Regions from separate parts of the Salvelinus alpinus genome. Here region 1 is linked to region 2. Evidence: chromatin contacts called from public Hi-C data. All regions are on one chromosome and are shown on one strand. The core of a region is the stretch at or near the end of the contact, and the rest is flanking DNA. Distances in the headings are between cores, read along the strand shown. Region 1 holds the start of dnajc14 (DnaJ (Hsp40) homolog, subfamily C, member 14). Region 2 holds the start of rnpep (arginyl aminopeptidase (aminopeptidase B)).

Region 1 (5,116 bases), core at 549-3,048, 380 kb after region 2:
TAGACTCGGGAGCTCATGGGCACACGGGCTACAATAACTAACTGGTTAGCAGTGGTGTAAAGTACTTAAGTAAAAATACTTTAAAGTACTACTTAAGTAGTTTTTTTGTGGTATCTGTACTTTACTATTTATATTTTTGACAACTTTTACTTTTACTTCATTAAAAGAAATTAATGTACTTTTTACTCCATACATTTTCCCTGACACCCAAAAGTACTCGTTACATTTGAATGCTTAGCAGGACATGAAAATGGTCCAATCCACGCACTTATCAAGAGTACATCCCTACAGACTCTGATCTGGTGGACTCACTAAACACAGATACTGTGTTTGTCTGAGTGTTGGAGTGTGCCCCTGGCTATGCGTAAATTAAAAATTAAAAATGACAATTGTGCTCTCTGGTTTGCTTTATATAAGAAATTTGAAATTATTTATAATTGTACTTTTACCTTTAATACTTAAGTATATATTAGCAATTACATTTACTTTTGATACTTAAGTATATTTAAAACCACATACTTTTAGACTTTACTCAAGTAGTATTTTACTGGGTGACTTTCACTTTTACTTTAGTCATTTTCTATTATGGTGTCTTTACTTTTACTCAAGTATGACAAGAAGAGTACTTTTTCCACCACTGCTGGTTAGACATGATGACACCATGGGCAACACTAACTGGTGACTAGTTCTCTTTCAGACAAATATGTTCAACTCATAGTTAGTTTATCAACTGACCACCATATTTAGGAGGATAGAAACATTACTGAAATGTAGCTAGCTAGGCAGTAGCCACTACTAGTCAACTAATCATGGATTACCTATTATTTGATACATTTAGGTTAATTTACTCATATCAAGCCACAGACAGTTTGTGGAAAGGTACAAATAACAATTAGTGGACTCGTTTAATGAATGATCGGACAGTGAAACTTAAATTGATTGATAGCTAGCTGGTGAAGCTTTCATTTATTCCCAATTAATTAAACTGAAGCTAGGTATCCCAAATCATGTTTACTGCTCATGCAGGCGAGCAAGCACACCTGTGTGACGTCACATATCAAGATGTCTCAGCCTATCCTCCCGACGCAACTCATGAATATTAATCAAATCGGTCAAGTGATTGGTTGAGCCTTCTTGGGTGCGTGACATCACTCTCATTTCTCTCATCCTTATGATATTTTTGCACTTCTTAAAATATATGCTCATTAGGAGTCAATGCATATTATAGGGATCAGCTATGTTTATTTTACTGTTATACAATGTACAGAAATTTGTGTATGGTGCAATGTGTATGTCCAATATGAAATTAGCAGTGACGATGCTGGGGGTGTAAACTCTGTGGAGTTGCTCCTGAGTAGAATGGGACACAACGTACATGGTTTGGCTGGTGTAGGCCGTCATTGTAAATAATAAATAATAATAATAATTTCTTAACTGACTTGCCTAGTTAAATAAAGGTACAAAAAAAATGTGATTTGTAGATCAGTCAGTCGGCATGTCGAACAAACCCAATATCTGTGGGGCTTCTCATGGCAAAATTATTTAGCTGAGTCTATCTTTAACACTATTGTCAATGTAACATTATTTGCTTTAATGAACTATTTGAATTTTTATTGTTTTGTTCGATTGTTAAACTAAATTCTAAGTCTGTTAACATTTCCAAATAAAATGTTACGAATTTCGACTAGTGTATTATTTTTTACCATCGTCACTGGTTGACTTTTATTTTGAAGGGAAATGGCCGAGGTCACGGCACGTCCTTATTTCTTGCTAGGTCTTGCTTATTCTTTCTCGCGTCTCAGTAGTGGTTTATGTGAGGTGTCTGCTGCCCTCGGAAGTGAAAAATAGTAAGACAAACAGCAAGGACAGCGTTAGCCAAGAACAAGATAATAAAAAATAGATAATATCTGCATAAGCAGAACGAAAACACTCTCCTAATACAGAATAAGAATAGTTCCATACACAATGCAATAACTACATTTTCTTTCTACGACAAGCATTTCTGTTTGCCATATTTGGTCAATTTGAGGAGCAAAGCTACAGGGCTCGAGTTAACCACTTCGAAAGGAAGACTACATTTTATCATCTTCCCTTCCTTTACGGAAGAGAAAAGTGAGTTGCTCTTGCTGTCATCTTTCCCAATGTTATTTCAGTCAGTGTAAGCATTAAAATAGCTCAAATAATATTATCAATAATCCGCAGTTAAGATTATTTAAATTGCATTAGCTACAGTAGCTAGTTAGCTAAACACGAGCAACTAATAATGTTAGCTAGCTGTTAGTCTTGAGACAGTTGGTCATTTTGCTCGCGACGTTGGCGACATAGCTAATTTGCTAGAACCGAAGATTGCCCCCATTATTCTCTGATATATTCCATCCCAGTCAGTTATTGTTTTAGAAATTAATTATATTTTTAGCTAGTGCAACTACTGACAACCAGATAGCTTTAGAGTTTGGTTTATCTTTTCAAAATGTCGGCGCTGTGAAGCAGCTCGTTGAGTGCTGCGGTCATGCAGCGTGCTATGGAGAATATTGATCAAGGCACACTACAGTAGAAAACAGAATTGATAATAACATGTCATTACTTTGACAATAACAATGATACATGCAGATACTCCATATCCCATTTAATGTCATTTCTTTGTGAGCCTTGCCTTTAGATTATACCCTTTGTTCTAGTGCAAATAAAGTGAAAGTGTTACGGCTAATGTTTAAACTTGCTTTATTTTTACAGGCAATAACCAGATACAAGATGAGGCCAGTCGTGCCCAAGGATTGTAATGATTGATCCTTGATCCAATGCCTTCAAAGTTTCTGCATTGGATAGGCTACCGTGGACAATGGCGCCTGCCATTCCAGTATTATTCAGCCATCCTTATCTGACTCTTCAGCCCTGCTGAAGTGTAGTGTCAGAGAAGGTGCGGTCAGTGAGAATGGGTCAAGGTCCCTACCTGCCGTGAGATTGGATACTTTTTTTGGCACTTTAATCAAGAGACAGGGCTGAAGATGGAGAAAGGGGTGGCTGAGAGCGAGATGGAGGAAGAGACATGGACTGTAGAGGCAGCTGAGGAGAGCCCTGAAGAGCTGCCCTCAGGTGTTCCTACCCTCTTGTCTTCCACCTCCATGCCTGACCAGTGGGAAGTCAGAGGAGATGAGGAAACTCATCAACCAGTTCCCAAAGAGGACATGACAGACTATCTCAAAGCTACCCCTCAGGATATCCCTACTCCAATCAACCAGGACTCAGGAGAAGCAGAGTATTGTGGGATTGCAGAGGCCAAAGAGGATGAAGTCTCTCTGAAACAGGAAGGGGCGGAGCATGTGGTCAGAGAAGGAAATGAGGAGACTGAGGGTGGAGATGAAGACGAGAATGGAGGAGGAGGCCGAAACGAAGTCGGGAGGGAGCCTGGCATGAACGGGGAGTCGGGATGGAAGAGCTCAGGGGCCGGAGGGAGGAAAGGCCGGTTCCGGAACAGCGGAGGAGGAGTGGTGGCAGCCGCCGAGCAGAATACCCAGGCTACATCATCATCATCCTACCTCCCTAAAGGGTCCCTGTCATCGGGCGGTGGGAGGCACAAGCAGGCCCGGAGGCGCAACCACCACCACCACCAGGGCCGGGGCCGGCGGCAGACAGGCACCCAGCTTACCTTGGCCTTCAGGGAGCTGCTGTCAGAGTCGTTCAGCCCCTGGTGCATCTCCTGTATCCACATGGTGGTGGAGCTCATTGTCTCTGTGACCCACCGCTGCGGGGTGGCCGTGGAAGGCGCAGGGATAGCCCTCTATGACCTCGGCTCACAGCTGCTCAACAAGGTCACAGACGTGCCGGGGATGAAGGCGGACGCCCGGCGCGTGCTGGAGAGGGTGAGTTGTGCTGGAACGGTCCTGGTGGATAAGAGCATCCGGTCGGTGGAGTGGGTCTGGCAGGCCTCCCTGACCTGCTTCGGACTCCTCTGTGCTGTGGTGCTGCTGGGTTCCCAGTGGGCCCAGTTCACGCTTGTCCGGCTGGGCGGGGAGAGGGGCCAGCGGTGGTGGACAGCCGTGCAGGACTCCAAGGTCTGGAGGAGGGTGGCCTCGCTGCTGCAGAGGATCAGCAGCTGGTTCAGGAGGAGGAGAGGCACCACCACCCAGGTGCCCCCTTTCACCCCAGATTCTCCCGGTGGAGCAGTTAGGTACCAGCCTGGGCAGGAGCTGGAGAGACTGCTGGCGCTGGCTCAGGTCCCTGAAGAGGAGCTGGACCCTTTTATAGTGTTGGGGGTGGAGGCCCACGCAACTGAAGCTGAGCTAAAAAGGGCCTACAGACAGTTGGCTGTCCAGGTGAGTGTAAATGAGATGGGCATGACATTTTATGAGTACAGGTGAATGATAAAAATTAGTGGAACTGATCAACTGGCGAGTGTGTAGCCATTATCGTCAAATAATTTCAGCTTTGCCTGTCAGAACACAAGCCAAAGCATTTTTGCCCTTAGCTCTGCATGGCTGTATGCATCTTTGTTGTCTTATATCCACAATATAAAATGTAATCAGAAAATGACTAAAAGTAGCCAACCTGTTGAGCCTTCCTTAGTTGCTCTAGCTCTTGCATGTTATCTGCACTGCACCTTACATCTGTCCATCTTTCTCCTTTCCTTCCTCTCTCAGATCCATCCAGATAAGAACAAGCACCCGCGCGCTGGGGAGGCCTTTAAGGTGCTCAGGGCTGCCTGGGACATCGTCAGTAACCCAGAGACACGGAGGGAATACGAGCTGTGAGTAGAAGACACACAAACTACTTGGCCAGTACTTAAACCAAATGCCAGAAACTATGATAAAATGACTGCACCTTCAAGAAAAAACATCTGTTAGATCTCAGGCCTCTCACAATAGGTAATGCGTCCTCATCTGAATTTCCTATCTGTGGTCCTTAGCATGGTATAGTCAATCTAAAGGCCTGTGAGATGTTTGGTTTAGTTCCTCAGTAACAGGATACATAGAAAATACATGCTGTGAGTAGATTACTTAATTCAAATGCAAGAAACCGTGATCGAATGACTGCACTGAAGGCTGATGGAATGTTTTGTGTAGTTGATATGGCGTTGAATTGTTTGCCTGGTCCTCTCAGGAAGCGCATGGCGCAGACG
Region 2 (5,346 bases), core at 1,848-4,347:
CAGGGTATGGCATGGTGTTGCAAGATTCCTTTAACCCTGTACAAATCTCCCACTTTACCACCAAAGCACCCCCAGACCATCACATTACCTCCACCATGCCTGACAGATGGCGTCAAGAACTCCTCCAGCATCTTTAATTTTTTCTGCGTCTCACAAATGTTCCTTTGTGATCCGAACACCGGATCACAAAAAAAAACTGTTTTCGCTTTGTCGTAATGGGGTATTGTGTGTAGATTGAGGGGGGGGGGGGGCATAATCCATTTTAGAATAAGGTTGTAATTTAACAAAATGTGGAAAAAGTCAAGGGGTCTGAATACTTTCCAAATGGAGTGCATACTTCCAAGAAATGTGAAACTAAAAACCATGAAACGTTGCAGACTATGAATATAATGTATAGCCAACAGAGTTGATCTAATTTGAAAAGAAAAAAGGTTTTAAATATACTGAACAAAAATATAAAACGCAACAATTAACCATTTTACTGAGTTACAGTTCATAATTTAAAAAACGGCGCGGTAGAAAGGACCTTTCTCAACAACATTGACGCCCTGAATTTAGCAGCTGCTAAATCAACAGATCAGTTGGAAAAAGTGATGGGCTACTTTCTGCACACGCCAAAGTCAGTGTAAACCGGAGTGACTTGACACAACGCTGGCCAAACAAGATGTAGCTACAAACAACACAGAGTTAAATGGTTCCAGTCTACCGTGAAGTGTTCATCCATGTATACGGACGGGTAAGAGTCTAGCTACATTTTAAGATATACGTTTTTAATTTTGTCAGAGTCGTTTTCATTGCAAGATAAAGAGTACTGTTAGCTAGTTATGGAACGTTACGTGTATGATCTGTGTAGTAATATTATTTGAATCAGAGAACCTAGTTGTTAGCTTTAGCTACCTGCAGATTCATACTACAGCTATGACAATGTTTGTATAGGTAGTAGTGTGAGTTGGGATTATGTCAGTTTATTGCTTAGTTAGCTAGCTACATGGCTAAACAAGACTCCACTTCGACAGATGATTAAATGACCCGTCAAGTTAGTCAGGTGTGTCTGGCGGTGCTTATGGCCATCTATTGTATTTCATGTGTGTCAGGTAAGCATCATCTAATAATTATAAAATATTTGTATCTGGACACTTTTTTATATTGCTACTGCACAAGTAACCATTTTACTGTACAGTTTACACCATCTGTATCCTGTGGATGTGACTTATAAAGTTAGATCATATTTGATATCGTGTGTGTTACCAAAGACGGTAATGTGAAGAACAACATGACCTGCATCAAAATCAGATTAGGATACAGGCCAAGGACTAGATAGTGTATTTTTACCTGGAATTTTTCCTTATTGTAGGCCACTACTTTTACCACTTCTGGTCTTAATCTTTGGTTGTTTACTAAACTACTCACTCTGTTTAACACATGGCCTCACATGTGAATCCTGAAAGAGAAGGGTGAGGCTAAGAAGGTGTGAACGATGCTGAATGGATGTAGACAAAGAAGAGCTCTCCAGTAGGTGTGCCAAAACATTCCAGGACCATTTTCTCAAAAGTGGGGTTACAAGTTTCTGAACTTTTAAAGCAGAATTACTTTCCCATTGTTCTTCAACTGCAGTGCATGATATACCAGTCTCTACTTTTATCCAACATTGATTTATTTTTATTTTTAACATTCACATTTTTCTACATAAGACCGAATCGAGGTGGTCGGTCACATAAGGAAATCAGTCAATTTATTTAAATTCATTAGGCCCTAATCTTTGGATTTCACATGACTGGGCAGGAGCACAGCCATAGGCCTGGGAGGGCATAGGCCCACCCAATTGAGAGCCAGGCCCACCCAATTGAGAGCCAGGCCCAGCCAATAAGAAATACTTTTTCCCCACAAAAGGGCTTTATTACAGACAGAAATGTTCCTCAGTTTCATCAGCTGTCTGGTTTCAGATAATCCTGCAAGTGAAGAAGCCGGATGTGGTTACACGTGGTCTGCAGTTGTGAGGCCAGTTGAACTGCCAAATTCTCTAAAACGACGGTGGTGGCTTATCTCAGAGAAATTAACATTCAATTATCTGGCAACAGCTCTGGTGGACATTCCTGCAGTCAGCATGCCAATTGTACACTCCCTCAAAACTTTACACATCTGTGGCATTGTGTTGTGACAAATCTGCAAATTTTAGAGTGGCCTTTTATTGGCCCCAGCCCGGTGTAATGATCATGCTGTTTAATCAGCTTCTTGATATGCCACACCTGTCAGGTGGATAGATCATCTCGGCAAAGGAGAAATGTACACCAACAGGGATATAAACAAATTTGTGCACAAAATGAGAGAAATAAGCTTTTTGTGCGTATGTAAAAAAAAATATATATATATTTCAGCTCATTAAAAAATGGGACCAACATTTTACATGTTGCGTTTATAATTTTCTTCTGTATAGGTTCAAATAGAAATACATTCTTAGTAACCAATCATCTGGAAGTAACAAGCTAGTGTTGTTGTTGCTAGGTAGAGTGACTCTAGTTACGACGGCTGAATGACATTCTCTTACCCCTGGTCCATCCGAAGCAAGAAACTTGACCACCACTCGAAACTGTTCCTCAATTTTACATGGTGCTGGGAATTTTACAACCAGTGTGGTGCCATAACTGGTGAAATTGCGCGTCATGAATTCTACTTTCACCGAATCCGAATCATCTTCACTTCGGCAGTAGGACACCTCTTGCATTGAGAGGGAGGGATGAATGTCCAACAGTAGCTCGCTTTGAGAATCTTGGATGCATTTCAGCTGTAGCGTTTCAGTTCCTCTCAAAGTTCTCTTCTCAAAGTCCACGCTTAGATCCAAGTGGAAGTGTTTTATCTTGAATTGACGAAAGCTCGAAGACGTAGCCACGTCCTCTGCTAGATCGGAGTGCAGTTTGAGAGATTTTTCCATATTTTAGTAGCCTACAGCAAGAATAACTGGGTAAACGTGAGTCTTCCTCCAACGATTGGCTGCACCGCTTCTTCTTCTTCTTCCTCGGTGGGATGTATCGGCGATTGGCATCCAACAGCTGCACATCTCCAGCATCAACACACAAAAAAGTACTTCTGGGTCACGGAAATCTTCAAAATAAAAGTCCCCGCATAATAGTAGAAAAGTGTCAATAACCTGTATTTATTCATGATATATGAAAAATAAATTACAATGATTCATATTTGTTAATATTTAAGTGACATTTGGCTTTTAAAACATGTTCCAAGTTCCAATAAATGCCACCAATGCGAATCACTGTATATGGAATACATATTGGCTTATAGAGCAAACACTATTCTGGGTTCCGTAGTAGAAGTATTTTAGGTGAAAAATATGGGTTGTTTATGAATTCTAAGAATCCAATAAAAAGGGATGAAAAATGTAGGTGCTGGATTTTAGGCCGGTAGCAACCACCACAGGGTGTCCGTTCAGAACCCAAGGAAGCAGTAGTTCCAGTTCAAGGGTTTAATGAAGATACACACACACACACACACATACAACACCACTCTCTGTGATACTAATTGTGCTTATTTAACTGCATGCACAATAAAACATCATAAAGAAAATAAAAAAATTCTAAGGAGGTAGAATAAGCAGTGGTGGAAAAGTACTCAAATGTCATACTTGAGTAAAAGTAAAGATATATTAAGAAAATGACTCAAGTAAAAGTAAAAGTCACAGAGTAAAATACTACTTGAGTAAAAGTCTAAAAGTATTTGGTTTTGAATATACTTAAGTATCAAAATTAAATGGAATTGCTCAAATATACTTAAGTATCAAAAGTAAAAGTATAAATAATTTCAAATTCCTTATATTAAGCAAACCAGACGCCACTATTTAATTTTTATTGACGGATAGCCAGGGGCACACTCCAACACTCAGACATCATTTACAAACAAAGCATTTGTGTTTAGTGAGTCTGCCAGATCAGAGGCAGTAGGGATGACCAGGCATGTTCTCTTGATAAGTGCGTGAATTGGACCCTTTTCCTGTCAAAATGTAAGGAGTACCTTTGGGTGTCAGGGAAAATGTATGGAGTATAAAGTTTCTTTGGGAATGTAGTGAAGTAAAAGTAAAAGTAGTATAAATAGTCAAGTATAAATAGTAAAGTAAAGTACAGATACAACAAAATAACGTAGTACTTTAACGTATTTTTACTTAAGTACTTTACACCACTGAGAATAAGCAGGAGACAAAAACCAGTTGGTCATCAGAACGGAAACTACAGACTGCCTGAGGCCCAGCCTGGTCCAGTATTACAATAAATCCCGGGGAAAAAGGCTGCTGATTGGCTAATAAAATTATGATTACCAAGACCTTATTTCAATAAAAAAAATATATATACATTTGGGGTCTTGGAAAGGAGATGAGCTGGCCGTTTTTACAGTAGGGAATATTTAGTAGGGTCTGTATCTGGGTGCCGCAGTAAAAGTATTGTAGGAAATACTTCGTCAGGTATATAAAATGTACACGTATGGTGTCATTTCATGGAGCTTTTAATAATACGCAGTGTTGCTGGCCTTTTACTCCACCCATTCCATTGGTGGCCACAATTTGAAGCACTGTATATGTAATACATACTGGCTTATGCCAGGGGTTCTTAAGGACCCAAATGAGAAATTCTATGTTTTCCTGGGACCAAAGCTTATGAAAACATGCAACTAGACGTAAATATTTGTACATTTCATTGCCCTTATGCTTAAAACAAATGCAATATAGACAAAAAAATGACAATTAAATGAAATACCCATATAAATAGCAATTCATGCTTATTTTTCCTGATTAAAAACACTTAAATATCTGTCTAGGTTGAAACTGTTGCTGTTAAAATACAATAAATCATTTTAATTCTGAACTGGAATTAACTAATTGATCACATCACACAGATGTATAACAGAACACACACACACAAACACAGTCCTAATCAGATGTGTGTGGCTGGTTGAAGTTTTCAACAAGCATGCCTTTTCTGTGCTCAAGTTTATTACAGTGCAACCCTGAGGTCATGCTCAGCTTTGAGTCTGTTTCTGTACTTTAAAAAAAAAAGTATGCCAGAGTTGAGAACCCTGACTCGCATAGGTATGTGGTGCCAAACTGGATCAGAGCATCTACTGCTTTCTCAGTCAGGCAGGAGACCGCTTCCTGCTGTAGATAAGCAACCCAGAACTGTGTGTGCGTTTGCCTCAAAAAGCATCTTGCTTCAATCAGTTTAACAGCAACAGCTCCAACCTAGACTTGTTTTCAACAATAATTTCTACAGTAAGATGTACAGTAGACCTGATCATTTTTTGTCTTCATATGTACTGTTACTTAGGGTTGCACTAACAGTAGCTAGT

Evidence for each region. Hi-C and Micro-C count contacts between places; a contact is called where the count stands out from the background.
Region 1: a Hi-C map of muscle shows a contact between it and region 2, with 11 times the contacts expected there. The contact joins the promoter of dnajc14 here to the promoter of rnpep in region 2. A contact is called at or near these places in 2 of 3 Hi-C or Micro-C datasets (muscle and red muscle).

What each region holds. Positions count from the first base shown.
Region 1 is chr2:41,719,823-41,724,938 of SLU_Salpinus.1, forward strand. It overlaps dnajc14 (DnaJ (Hsp40) homolog, subfamily C, member 14), which reads left to right and starts at 1,799. Exons shown (of 7, transcript XM_071379112.1): 1 at 1,799-2,112; 2 at 2,734-4,313; 3 at 4,638-4,744; 4 at 5,098-5,116. The coding sequence starts at 3,006.
Region 2 is chr2:41,334,993-41,340,338 of SLU_Salpinus.1, forward strand. rnpep (arginyl aminopeptidase (aminopeptidase B)) reads right to left here and starts at 3,098. Exons shown (of 11, transcript XM_071378646.1): 1 at 2,546-3,098. The coding sequence starts at 2,929.